Linked DNA regions of Mus musculus: region 2 is linked to region 1. The links are chromatin contacts, called in public HiCAR-type maps. All regions are on one chromosome and are shown on one strand. Each heading gives the region's core, a stretch centred on a gene start, on an enhancer-like site or on the middle of the called end of the contact. The rest is flanking DNA. Distances are from core to core; before and after follow the strand shown. Region 1 has its middle 90 kb from the start of 4930448I06Rik. Region 2 has its middle 33 kb from the start of Gm35935.

Region 1 (7,069 bases), core at 2,377-4,876:
AAGGCGCGGATCTGCCCCCTGTCTGGAAATAGGAATTAGCTTATGCCATGCATTCATTCGCAGCAGGGACAATGTCGCCCCCAAGGGGGTGAAACTAATTCTTGGGTGGGTAGGCTGGGGATAGTAAAACACAGTCTTAGATATTGTGACCATGGTGATTCCCAGAGGAATAAATACCACACAGCCACATCAACAGATAGACTAGAGTAGGAATAATGGAAACCCAAAGAATACTGCCAGTTTCCTTAAGAGTTTCAATTAAAATAAAACATACTGAAGATCACCCATGAAGGCAGAGTCTGTAATAAAATGTAGCATGACTTTCACTTCACATGGGCCATGAGCTGGCCATAGGTTAACTCAGTACATGTACCTCATATTTGATTACATATATATATATTTTTTCTGGAGATTTTCATTGAGATCCCTGGTAGACTTTAATTCTCATCTCTACAAATTATCTATATACTCAGATTTTAAGACTGCTTTTGTCTTGGAAAAAAAACCCATCAGATTCATTTGTTTGGATATATTTGGCTACCTTATGAAATATTTTATGCTTTAAATTCAGAACTTCCAAAATAACCTACAAGATTAAAATGGCTGCTGGTAGAGTGCTTGCCTAGCATATGTGCGGCCTTGCATTCCATCTTCAATCCTGCAATTAAAATAAATAAACTAAACATATATAATATATAAATTAAAAGATATAAAATATAATGTGACCTGAAAGATTTGTTATATTAGCGCAGTTTATCCTACCCATTCAAACTCTGTTGTTTAACTTGTCTTATTTATTACCTTAAGTTTTCATTTCAAGCAAAAATTTAGGAGTTTTGTTTGTTTTGGTTTGTTTGATACCATCAAAGTAATCCAGCAAACAACAAACTAAGCAAGCTTCGGGGTTACTCTGGTGTTTATTAGCTAATTGGGTGGTTTTAAACATTTTATTAATTTAAATTCAAGGATTTGGCTTTCATTTTTAAGACTTCACTACCAAGTGAAGTTGCAATTCAACAAAACGTGTACATTTTTGGTGGCATACTTCAATAGTGAGAAAATACTGAGTTTTTGTTTGGAATACATAATAATGCTGACTTGTCCTCCATTATAGTAATAAGGAGTACTTAAAAGATGGAGAATCAATCCAGCTGGGGGTGAATAAGCAGGATCCTTTAATCCATGTCTGGAGCACGCTTGCCAGTTAGAGATTTTAGTTCTCTCCTGGATGCGAGAAACTTCGGGGATGCTCACCCTTAAACTTTTCCCACCCAGCAATATGTGGCACAGTAGAAGGAAGCCTTCTCTCTCCCAGTGAATTCAGTCCACTGTACTCTGGAACAGCACAGGGGCCCAATAGAGTATCCTTCTCAGCAAAAGAGACCTGTGACATTTCCAGACTCCCCTCTTCATTGACTCTATCCCCACATCAGACTGTGACAGCAGCATGGCCTAGCCCAGCTCTCAGCCCACAGCGAGCAATCAATAAACAGTGTTGACTGAACTATGACTGGAACACCCACCACTCCAGGCCTGGACTCAGAAGCCCTCATTCACGTAACCATCTGGGGGGACCTGCCATTTTGAAAGTTTTACAAACATTTTTCATACCATGAGTGTGTGAATGGAGTTAAGACGTTAGTATGAGTCCATCTCTCAAAGGCCCCAATCCTCAGCTCCTCTGAACTTGCCAGAACATGTCTCTTTCCCAGGAACGTTCACACCTGATGGCTCACTCTACTTACATGGAGGAGAGCAACTCCACTTTACCTAGAACAGGAAGTGTGTACACACAAAGATACATGCAATATAAAAGGCTTGGAATAATATATTTTTGGTACAATATTGCTTATCCCCAAGTCTACTAGCTGTCAAAAGCTGTATATAATTACACTCATTAAGAAAAACAGGCATATATTCAATTACCTCCCTGCTGCCAATGCAGGAAACAAAACAGTTTCCTTTTTTATTATATCAGATATCTTGGTTTATGCCATGCATGCTAAAGTAACCACTCCTTGAGGCTTGGAACTGCAGCATTTCCAGTATATCTGGAGGATTATAATTGCGCACACACATCAATTATGGATTGGATTCGGCATTTTCAGATACGCTCCCAGATCGCAAAGACAGAACAATGGTCTCCAGGCATTTCCAGGCCAGTTTGATTACAGGTGTAATACAGGCAGCCTTGTTAGTTCTTCCTGATGAGAGTTTCCTTTCCCTGGTGGGGTTCTGGGAGAGAAACTGACCACTGCCTTATACTAGCAATTTCTTCCCATTCCCCAGGGATGCTTTAATGAGCCCCTCGGACATGGCCAAAGGCAATCTTGTTCTCCAGCCCAGTGAGGTGAAAAGCTAATGCTTACCCTACCAGGCAAGCAATAATTAATAAGGTGTCTTTGATTTATCTCCATTCATTAACCAAGTTACAAGTTTGGGGGTCTTAAGGAACACTGGTTACCCTATGATTTTCATTTACAAGTATTGAATGAAATATCCATGCCAAGATACATTTAAAAAAAAATTAACTCACAAGGAAAATAAATGAACGTGGAATACTAATTGGGAGAGAGAAACTGACAGATACTGCGAAAGATTGATTTTAGGGAAAATGGAGAAATCTGTTTTGTGTTTATTTTAAGGACAGGAAATGAATACTGATTAGTAATGTATAGGCGGTTGCGAGGTACAGCATTTGGTAATGTTTTTGCTGGATATTTGATTTGTCTAAGTTTTTCCCAGAATTGAGATCGGATGCCAGTTATCAGAGTTAGTTTTTTGGTTTAATAGTTAGTTGGACTTCCTTGAATACATGGCTCTTAAATCAGGAGCATTTGCTGTGCCTTCCTGTGGGAAAATAATCCAAGCACAAATGTTACACTGTCACAGACAGACATGCCTTCTCAAGGGAGGCAGAAAGCTGGTGCGAGGAGGGGGTTAAACTTCTTCTGGCTTAGATTTTACTAAGAAATTGCTCTGAGTTTTTAACAGATATTACCCATTTGGACTCGCAGGGGTGTTGGAGTACTGCAGCTCTTCCCTCCTAAGTGTCATATGGAAATCTATTTATCCATCTCTCCACCTATGGATCTATTGAGTCTACCCATTTGAGGGTTTATCTGTCTAGGGTGAAAGCAAAGCAAAACAAACAACAAACAAACAGAAAACAAATGTACTTTCCAAAACAAGAATGAGTAAAAGATGTGTTACAGTAGCCCTCTGAGAACAGAAGGTATGAACTATGCAACTAGCACAGTAAAGTTCTCCCCCTCCTCCACCTCCTCTCCCTCCTCCCCCTCCCTCTTCTCTCCCCCTTCCCCCTCCTCCTTCTCTCCCTCCTCCTTTTCTCCCTCCTTCCTCTCAGTCCCTCCTCCTCTGATGGGAGGAGGGCTCAGCTCATTTGCATTTGTTGCTCTCTATTCTTGTTAGGGACCTGTCACTGAGGCAGAAAAAGAGGTGACTGTGGGAGGTAGCCTGGGACTCAGGCTGAGTCTAGCTGCTCCCTAATCAGCTTTTCCAGAACACTTAGGTTCTCTGAAGAAATTTGGAGAATAGTGGGACTGTCTATGGAATACATGGGCTGGTGTCCATCCTCTGAGCCTTCTCGGGAGTTTGGCAAGTGAAGCCCTGATGCTGTAGTGACATCTAAAGGCGGACTCTTCCGATGATGTCTCACTCTAGCCAGCTTTGCTTCCTGCTTCTAACGATGGCTTCTGACTAACTTCTCCCAAACCTACAGGAAGCAACTTTAATTTAGATCTCATTTCTCCATCACTATGGCTGGGAGTGGAGGTTTTCCTCCCATCTATGAATGGCTCCCTTGTGAATCGTATCTGGTTGTTTTTATTACTACTGCAAACTGTCTTCTGCTCTGACATTTATTATTATCTGGCCCCTTGTCTTGAGGCTAAAGCAGGCTAAAGAGCACAATCCTGTCCCTGAGCCAGAATTCTGTCTTCAGTGCAGAGCTACCTGCCCTGTCCTCTGTGTTACTGGAATTAACAGGATAGTACAGAGGCCCCATGCGTTCCCTGCAAAGGACAAGCTTTGGCCAGGACACCTGCCGCTGTCATGACTAGGCTGGGGCAGTGGTTACCAGTTGGAGTAAGGAAACAGCATTTTCACATCGACTGCCTGCACTTGAACTGTGCTTTTGTTTCTTGTTAAATAGATGGCCTGTCCCCTATCAGTCTCCTGTCATTCAATCTGCTTAGCTCTTTCCTCTCCCACAGCACTCAGGTGGGAACTGTTTACCTTGGTGTGGTCCATCACCCAGGCAAACGTGGCTAGCCGCCTATAGGCTCACTGCCAAGCATCAGGGGACAGTTCAATGATGGAGGAGCCCTCTGCCCTGCAAGACTGGCAGGTCCAAAATGCTGTGTTTGATTCTCCTTCACTACCTTTAGACAGACTGTTTCTGAACTTCATTCTGTTTGTGAACTTGAACCTGGGTAGAAAATTGGGCAGTGGACCTAGGAGGCAGTGAATATGCACACATGTGTTTATGTACTAGTGGTGTGTGTGTGTGTGTGTGTGTGTGTGTGTGTGTGTGTGTGTGTGTAACTGCATTGAACGGATGGGAATCTTTCTTTGCCTTTCTTTTCCCGTTTTTCTTTTCGTTTTTAAGTGGCCTTGATAAAAGACCCATAAAGCCAAACTGAATAGTTTGAAGTTAATAACACTCATGGTAAAGGCCCAGGCATGGGCCCACTACCCTGCTCCTGCCAGTAATCCTAGCTTTGGGGATCTGAAATTTCCTAAAGATGTCTTAGTGTCCCATACACATGTGCTCTTGTATGTTCATAATCCTTTTCACTGGCTTCTTAGCTGCATGCTTTGTATTTAATTTTTCCTTCTGACCAAGTAAATCCCTTCGGATGAAGTGACAAGGTCTCTTCAGCACCCATAGCTGCTGATAGCTGGTGCGGAGACCCTGAAAGACCACAAAGTGTTCCTCACTAGCCTTCTTCAAGGCCAGTGCCAGCCACCAGCTGAGCGATTCCTTAGTCTCCCCTCCAGGCATCTGTCCATTGAAGAGGCTCCCAGAGAAGGCTAAAGAAGAATAATAGATATTAATGTAAAAGACAATATCCGTGCTGTTGGCTTAACCACGCCTTTAATTAGGGACTTATTATACACGAATGCCATGGAACTTTTCATTAAGTCTGGTGTGACCCCTTATTACACTGCGTGAAGTGTATTCCAGCACCTGAAATACAAGCACAAATGTTTTGAAAGTGAAGCTTGCTGATAACCTTTGAAGCTATACTGCATTGGGCAGGATACATACTGTTTCCCCTTCCTCAGTGCAGTTTCCCTGAGAAAATTTTCACTTGTAATATATGCAATAGTTTTAAAGAAAAGTGAGAGGATGACTCTTTCTGGGTGGGCGGGATTTCCTTTGGTGAATTGCCATCGTTAGATGAAGTAAAGAGTCGATGAGAAATATACTCAAACAGATGAGAAGCAAGATGTCAAATGAGTGTGTGCGGTAGCAATAACTATCTCCTGTGTGCAATAAGCAGCCAAAATATTTACATTCTCAGGTGCCATTTCCCTAAGTTTTTTCTCAAGATCATAATAAAATAATAAATTCAGAAAATGATATTAATCTACTGACAATAGTATTTATTGTCAGTAGCTTTTATGTAGTAAGGTTGCCTAACAACAGAAATACACAATTGCTCACACATATACAAAACAAAAGAATAAACTAATACAACACTTCTAAACCTGGCTTGCTATAGATTTGTGTGCAGGCAAGCCCACCTTTTCACTGCAAATCATTTATTTTAAATCCTACTCTCATTTTGCTTTGAGAGCTGAGAGAGTATCTTATTATTTTTGTTTGATACACATAACCATCCCTTCGAATCAGGATGTAAGTAAGCAAGCAAGGGAGTGCTTGTTGCTCTATGCTGCACCCATGTGCAGACATCACAGGACATAGATCCAATCAGCTGACAGATGGAAGCATTGTTAAATCTTTGAAAGATCCTGCTTGAGACAACTGATTTGACAAAGCAAAATTAATAGGAGGCTTGACCAGTCAAGATTAGCAAAGGAAAACAAAAACAGAAAGCGAAAGAGATGAAAACTCCTATCCGCGCATACAGAACGAGGCTTGTGGGCAGGTGTGTGCATAGGGTTTTCATTCAAGGGTCCACTGTTTTTAACTTGATAGAATTTTGCTATCAAATTAGTTTGATATTCTATTTATTTACAGAATCTGAATTAGTATATTCCTAGCCACAGTTAAGTTAAAAAACAAACAAGCAAGCAAACAAAGCAAACACACAAAAACAAAACAATAAAAATGTATTTCAAAATCTAATGAGTGAGAAAGCATTTATACAAGTATAAAGATAACCAACACATTTTGTCATGGGTGCCAGGTCTTTTAATGAAGGCGGGGTTGAAGTTTAGTATTTGTAAATTGTGTTTTCATCTTTGACCTCCAATATTTCATGCTTCTGATTTCCTTACATTTGTATCCCTAGGTAGAAAGAGAGGCTGCTACCAGACAGGGTTAGGAGAGGGGCTCAGGAGCCTTGAAGTCATAACTGTGTTATTTCTCAGTCAACCCCTAAAACAAATCCTTGGCAAAATATCAAATCATGTATTTCCCCTGTAAGGTGATTAATAATAATAATAATAATAATAATAATAATAATAATAATAATAAATAGGCAAAACTCAAGAACTCTGGCATGCCATGAGAATGTTAATAAGGAAATAATGAAATTTCTCCTATGATCAATTAAAAGTCTGCTAATGATAACATCGAATCAGAGTTTGTTTTTATTTTGTTGTATGGACCAAAAATGCACATGGGCTTTCAAATATTCAAGGATCTTACCATCATATTTTTTTGCACCAGTGAATTATTAATACAGGGCTCATGCTGGCCTCACCAGCTACTCCTGAATTCCTGTTAGTAAGTCAGAATTTGATGTGCTACCGTGAAAGTGATGGGAGTGTCATAGGAATGTAATCCATCCGTGGATGGTCACGTATTATAAATTGCCTCTACTTCATCTGTGGTGAGTAAATTATTTTAAATGAG
Region 2 (7,069 bases), core at 3,120-5,619, 330 kb before region 1:
TACGACAATCACAACCAGGAGCTCTTTGACACAGAATCCTGTTAATTAAAAGATGAGCCATAAATAGGCCTTTAAACATTAATTCAGGGAACTGGGGGAAGGCTCAGTGATAAAGTGTTTGCCATGAAGGCATAAAGACCAGGGATTGGATCATCAATACTCACATAGACGCCTGATGAGCATGGAAGCCTGTCTGTATCCCAGCTCTGCAGAGGAAGAGACAGAGAAGACCCCAGGCAACCTGGCCAGCTAGACTAACTAAATGCATGAGCTCTGAGTTCAATAAGAGATACTGTCTCAGTAAACAGAAAGGAAAATGACGGAGGAATGAGATATCAATTTCTGACCTCCCCATGAAGGTGCACACATACACCCAAATATACACACACACCCACATACACACACACACATACATACCACATCACATGAACACACTCACACATACCACACACATGCACACATATACCACACACATACACACGTATACCACACACACCCATATATCCATGTCACACGCATACTGCACACACACACATACTGCACACACACACACACACACACACACACACACACATTCATACACATACACAACACCACATAAGTATACATGAAAAAATACCCCACCAGTTCTTAGAAATCATCTTGAACTTCATCATTGTGTTTATGAAATATGAATTAGAAATATTCCATTTACACCTTATCTTTCTCAGATTTGATGTTTATTGATGAGTAAACATATCAATCAATTGTTATTATCATCTGGTTTTCTTCTGGGGACAGCAGTTATGTGTAGCATGTGTGCTGTCAGTGTAAACTGCCTTGGAAAGGCTCTTGCTGCACGGGATCTGAAATATCTACATTCTTCAAATGGGACATATGTAAATAAATGGGATCTGTTTTAAAAAAAAAAAAGAAGTCTAGGCTGAAGCAAAACACTACACTGACTTCTCAGTCAACGAAAACGACTGTTTTAAAGATCTGCTAAGAGCCTATGTCAGTGATAGAGTGTATGTTCAGCAAGCAGAAGGTCCTGGAATCCTCCCCAGCATCACACACACACACACACACACACACACACACACACACACACACACACACATGCCTGCAATCTGCTTCACAAAATGGAAAATAGTACTTTATCTCGATGTCATTAATACAAAACCAAAGGTTAAATAAATGCTGTTTTCTTTACAATTCCTGTTCAGGAAAAATAATGCAATGATTCTGCATAGCTTGGAAGTCACAAAGGATCTGTCTTCCAAACCAGATGCAGCCACATTTGTCCTAAACAAATGAGAGTATAATTGTGAACTGATAGCAAGTATCGGGAACACCCCAACACTCCCAACTTCTTATTCTGCTAAGCTGTCTTCCTATCAGGAAGGCCCAGAGTCCCAGAGATTCCATAGGGACAGTTGCAGTAAAAGGAACTTAGGAGGTGTAAGTGAATCGATGGGACCTGCCATGGACGGCTAAGCCTGCCTATGACTGTTAGGTTTGCAAGTTCTCACTTAATATCCATTGTCAATTCAAATGCCCCAGACATGGTGGTACACACCTTTAATCCCAGTACTTTGGAGACAGATGCAGGTGGGTTTTTATGAGTTTGAGATCAAACTGATCTACATAGTGAATTCCAGGACAAGTAAGAGCTACTCAGAAAGACAAACATCCCCCTCCCCTACGTGTGTGCTGCCTTGTACCTCTCCGTCTCTCTGTCTCTGTCTCTGTCTCTCAAAAAAAAAAAAGAATCCAAATTCTGTTCCAATATTATTTTAATAATAGCTGCCCTTTAGGGTTACCTTCATTCATTTACTTCACTCAAAATGATTCTTCATCTATGGGTTATTTTCATTTCTTTTAGATCAAACACGTGATGGATAGCTGTAACAGTTTGAAGTGGCCCACAAGCCTGTTGGACATGGCAACCTCCAATATCACTGGTCTCTCCAAGCAGCTCTGAGGGCACCTGACATTTTGAGCAGTGCCCTATTGTGAGCCAGCTGAGTATTGAGTGAATTGAGTGTTGCTCTTAGCCTAACCAAAGCAGATAAGGGAGGAACAAATGGATGAGTTTGGGAAATATAAAGAATTGACAAGTAACAAAGAAAATAGGCACAGGGAAAATCCATGCGGTGGGACTGGTTCTAATTCATATACTACATAGTCATTTCCCATATGCCTCTGGCATTCCTGGGGCAGGATGTTGTTGGGATGAAACCCAAAACTCTTTGAATGCTGGGCAATGCCTGTTCTTATTCAGATGCCTCCCTGTTTTCTTAATTCCAGAAAACAGATGACAAAGCTCCAGTTGTGAGATGCATATATAGAATCTTACCTAAGACCTTTTATGGTATCTCCAAAACATAGGATATTATTTAAGATAGGAGCCGTGTCACACAATCTGCAACACTTGTTCCCAGGAGGCTGAGGCAGGAGAGAATGGAGAGTTCAATGCCAGGTAAGACTGCACAGAGAGAGTAGAACCAATCTAGGGTATACAAACTCTGTCTCAAAAACACAGAAAACAAGTGAAAATGGAAACATAAATAAGAGACTATTTTGCTAATTTTTCTAAGGCATGTCACACTATCATTTGAAAGAACAGAAGGCAGATTAGCTATATGTGGCAAAGCCCATACACAGTATGTGAGGGTCTCTGAGCTAGAAGCATGGTCTGAATCCCAGGTGCTGGGGGGCTTAGAGTCTGGTTCTTTCTTTTGGAGGAGGGTCACATCTCTGAAAGGCTCACCCTCCCAGGACCAGTCACCAGGAACCACTCAACGATGGGATACTTACAGTCTGAAAGCGGAGCTGAGTGGAGATTGTATTTGGAGGGTGGCTGAATACATGAATTACTCAACATCTGTTATGATTTATCTTGATTGTCAATCTGATGAAATTTATAATCATGATGGAAACAAATCTCTGGTTATGTCTTTAAGGAATTATCTAGATTAGGTTAATTGACAAAGAGTTCCCACCCTAAATGTGGGCAATACCATTCCAAGGCCTGGAGTTTTGGACTCAGTAAAAACAAGACAGGACACCTAGCTCTCTACCTCCTGACTGATGTCACATGACCAGGCAGCTTATGCGCCTCTGCCAAGACTTTCCATGAAGGATTGTAATCCCCAACCTCTAGCCAAAATACTCCGCCGCCCCCCCCCCCCCACTTAAGTTGCCTTTGTCACGGAATTCTACCACAGCAATAAGAAAACTGATTAATGTCACATCTGTGCTGATAAGACAGTTACTAAGACAATTCTCTGGGTCCATCTAATTTACAGTAAAGTTAGGTTTTGGTGATTTAAGAATAAAAAATATTTGGTTAAATTATCTTTAAAAAAAAAGAGTATACTGAGGTGGAGAGATATTGAAATGTTTTTAGCCGTAATGATAGGGATCAAATCAAGGCTTTGAACATACTAAGCCATTTTTCTACCAATATGATACAGCTTCCTGTTTTCTCAAGAAGAGTTATCACAGTGCAGACCCAGGCTGTCCTTGTCTGGATTGTCCTGCCTCAGCCCTTGGCACTGAAAATAGGGATTTGCCACCATGCCTAACATGGCAGACAACCCTAAGTGCTGCCTATTTCCCACATGTTTGCCATTTAATATTTATTCTGCTTCTTTTCTTCTTCTTCCTGTGACTGGAGTCAGTTAGCTTCCTTAAATGGCCAATTTTTAAACTCTTGAGTGTCATTTCGATCCATGTATTGGCTACTTTCCCATCCTTTCTAAACATAAGTGCTTAAATTTAATAAAATGCATGGCTTCCCATCTGTGTTTTAATATCAGACTTCTAGGGAAAGCAACATGTGAAGTATGTTAAAGGCTGTGAGGAAACATGGTCATGTTGGAAGAAAATTTTTGTTTTTGCAATGAAGGTCGGAAGGAGAAGCAAAGCAGAGAGGCTCCAGTGCCCCTTTCTGGGCTCTGCTTTCTCTGCAGCTGCGTGGAGGTGTGAAAGGCAGCCAACACTCTCCCATTGAACTGGGAAGGGCATAAATTCAAGCCACGAATGTGTGAACTGCATTGTCCTCTCTTTGTGAGCCTCTATGAATGCTACCCAGTTGTAAGCATTTAATTTCATTCTGTAATAATTCAGTTGCCAAAGTCTTTGTCCTTGCTTCCTAACATATGCCCCAAGGCTTGTTTCAAGCAGACAGATGCCATTAAATATGTTTATTAAGCTTGAAGACAGAAAATACTTCCTAAACTCCATGTACACGTAGAAATACAGATTCAAATTTTGATGGAATATCCCCTTAAGAAAGGATTGCATTGATTTCTATTTAGTATCAAATCATAGGCTTCTATAATTTTAAGAACTAATTAAACAGATTGAAAGTAGTGCCTGTGGCTTAATCCTGTGATAAATCTGCATGAGTCCCAGACACTGGGGTAGCTCTCCATTGAATTTGCTTCAGATCCACAAAACAAACTAAGTTCTGGAAGAGATACTTATTGTTTAATTATGGTTTAAATATATACACTAAAGCAATAATTTGAGTAAACAAGAATTGCAGGCTATTCACGGATGTGTGAGAAAAGGAAGACGTATGAACCACGTATACTGTAGTTCTTCCTAAGAAGAAAGTTCAATGGGTAGGTTAAAATTGGCCAAATTCCTAAGCAGTGAGAAAATCTCTCACTGGTTTCCCATTGATAGGCAATGAAAGAACCAAACTTGGAAAGCAATGTGGTTTGGGAGGAATCGCTGAATAGAAGCCTCAGGGGCATGCGGTGTTCGGGAGTTGGCATGTTGTCCAGTTTTGTCCAATTATCAATACATGAGAGGGATTAGCTGTCGGTAATGGCGCGATGAATAAAAGACTCAGGTCATAAGCAGTGAGTTTAGAAAAGTGAGAGCGTACTTCGCGGGGAAAAGCCTTTCTAAATTAGCAATAAAATGAGATGATTAGGTTAACTGTTTCGTTTCTAAAGTAGATAAATCCTGGTGATGGGAATCATGCCCCGATTGGCCCGTCCAGGTTCGTCCAACTTTCGTTTTTTTGCTGCGAAGTAATCACTGGAGCCTCCACATCGTCAGTGACAGAAAACTCAAGGCAAATTTTCAAGAATCCATGGGAAACCGTACTGCGACCTTGAGAAGAAAAGGGGGGAGTGGAGGGAAATAAGAATCTGAATAGTTAATAGAAAGTTTAGATTCAGATTAATGATTTGCTTTGTCTAAATGCTAGCACTGGTATTCACATGAAAATCCTCACTTAAGAACATAGTTAGGATGCATCAATCCTCAAACGCTGTATCTCAGAGATAAATGGAAAGCCATTGAGCCCCCAAAGTGTTGATTTATGGCTAACAGCACCTGAATGCCCACATTTCATCATCATTCTAGGGTATCATCATAAAAGGGAAGAATGGGCATTATGGGTAATTATGAAGAGCAAAAAGAAATATGAATAGAAATGCATTTGGAAACTTTTGTGATTATGCATAATAGTCACTCACAGTCACAAAATAAATTAAAAATAAGATAGAAGAAACTTTTACAGTCTTTGTCAGTCATTCCAAATTAACCTTTATTCACAGTGCTTGAACTGATAATGTTTGCACCTGGGAAGTGATCCAAACTTAATTTGGGGTGTTGTTAACAAAAGTCATCTAATGTCATTAAGACTCCCAGTTATCTCTAAAATATTACTGACAAAAAAAAGGGATAATTGGAGCCTTTGCAGATATGCAAAAATTCTCCCCCTTTAAGAGTTTTCTACAAACACGAGAAAACACACAGTTAATGTTTCTAAGAGCGTTGTCGTAAGGAGCTCAGCTAATGGAGTGGTGTGAGCAGCCTGGCATCGATCTTCCCTTAGGAATTAACAGAGTCCATCAGACTGTCGACCCTTTGTACTGTGTGAGACCTAACAGCACTTGGAAGTCTGACTCCAAAGATGTCTAGATGAATAATTTGTATGAAGAAAGTAGAAAGATACTCATAAAATGCCTTTATTTGGAAAAAAATCTCAAGTTTGTCTTCAACCTGAGCTACTGGATATTGCTAGTTTCATTTTACCACCAGGACAGTGATATTATAAGTTATCTAAATAACAAGGTTACAAAAATGTCCAATGGCTACTTTGTTGTTTAAACAATAAAAAATTACAATTAAAAAAGTCCCTATCTATTACTGCCCTTTCCATGTTACTCTAAGGAGAGACTGCCTAGATCAGATGGAGTAGTGACTGGACTTCAGCCATTTTGTATGCTATAGCAGAAAACAATATGATGTAATCTGTTGGATGATTTCATGCCATGCAGAGTGAGAGCAAGAGCTCGAGAGAGCGAGAGCGCGAACACAAGAGAGAGAGCGAGCAAGAGAGAGAGAAACAACAAAAGACAGTGTTAGAGTTTCTGGATAGCTTCCTTCACTCTCTTTCTTCTTCATTCTCTCCTTTTTGTATTTTTACATTCAGTTTTAAATCTATTTTGCATTTGATTTATAATTTTAATATTTTTTGTATGTTTTGTTTTGCTTTTTGTTTTTTGGGGGGTCTTTTGGGGGGGGTTTGAGACAGGGTTTCTCTGTATAGCCCTGGCTATCCTGGAACTCACTCTGTAGACCAGGCTGGCCTCGAACTCATAAATCTGCCTGCCTCTGCCTGTTTTTAATTACAATAAAATTATGTTACTTTTTCTCTCTCTCTTTCATCCCTTTAGCCTCTCTCAGCTCCCTCCAGCCTCCTTCATAGGCCCACACTTTCTAGTTGATAGCTTTGGATCATTGTAGTTACATACATATATGTCTGTCTGCATGTGCGCTAATATACATATTGATACCAACAACTTAGTTGCTTGTGTGTATGCGGTTTAAGGGCTCTGGCCAGTTTGCACTGAACAATCACTATGGGCTCATCCTTGGGAGAGCCTAACTCTCCTCCCAGCCTTCAGCCATTACTTGCCTCTGGTTCTTTGACAAGGATTAAGACCCTATTAAATCCCCCCTCCACTTTAACATGGCTAACGATATAGATATTTTTCCAATCTTTTTTTATGCAGCCATATTCTAGGAGATACTGTTTCATAGGAGACTGCCTGACACT

Evidence for each region. HiCAR-type assays count read pairs that join an accessible place to other places.
Region 2: a contact with region 1 is called in a HiCAR-type map of astrocytes, with 3 times the contacts expected there. The contact joins two enhancer-like sites. A contact is called at or near these places in 3 of 484 Hi-C or Micro-C datasets (embryonic somatosensory cortex, neural progenitor cells and stem cell-derived neural stem cells), 3 of 115 datasets of contacts at active chromatin or transcription factors (astrocytes, differentiating embryonic stem cells and embryonic forebrain) and 2 of 9 other capture datasets (embryonic tail and embryonic trunk).

The regions. Positions count from the first base shown.
Region 1 is chr1:41,267,753-41,274,821 of GRCm38.p6, reverse strand. No RefSeq gene overlaps it. Among named protein-coding and RNA genes, the nearest start is that of 4930448I06Rik, 90 kb to the right of the region's middle. RefSeq lists an enhancer at 1-346. Within about 2 kb of position 3,626, at least 19 of the 459 cell types and tissues checked have an H3K27ac peak or open chromatin away from gene starts, as enhancers often do. A contact at or near this core is called in neural progenitor cells, where this site is marked.
Region 2 is chr1:41,602,886-41,609,954 of GRCm38.p6, reverse strand. No RefSeq gene overlaps it. Among named protein-coding and RNA genes, the nearest start is that of Gm35935, 33 kb to the right of the region's middle. Within about 2 kb of position 4,369, at least 27 of the 459 cell types and tissues checked have an H3K27ac peak or open chromatin away from gene starts, as enhancers often do. A contact at or near this core is called in neural progenitor cells, where this site is marked.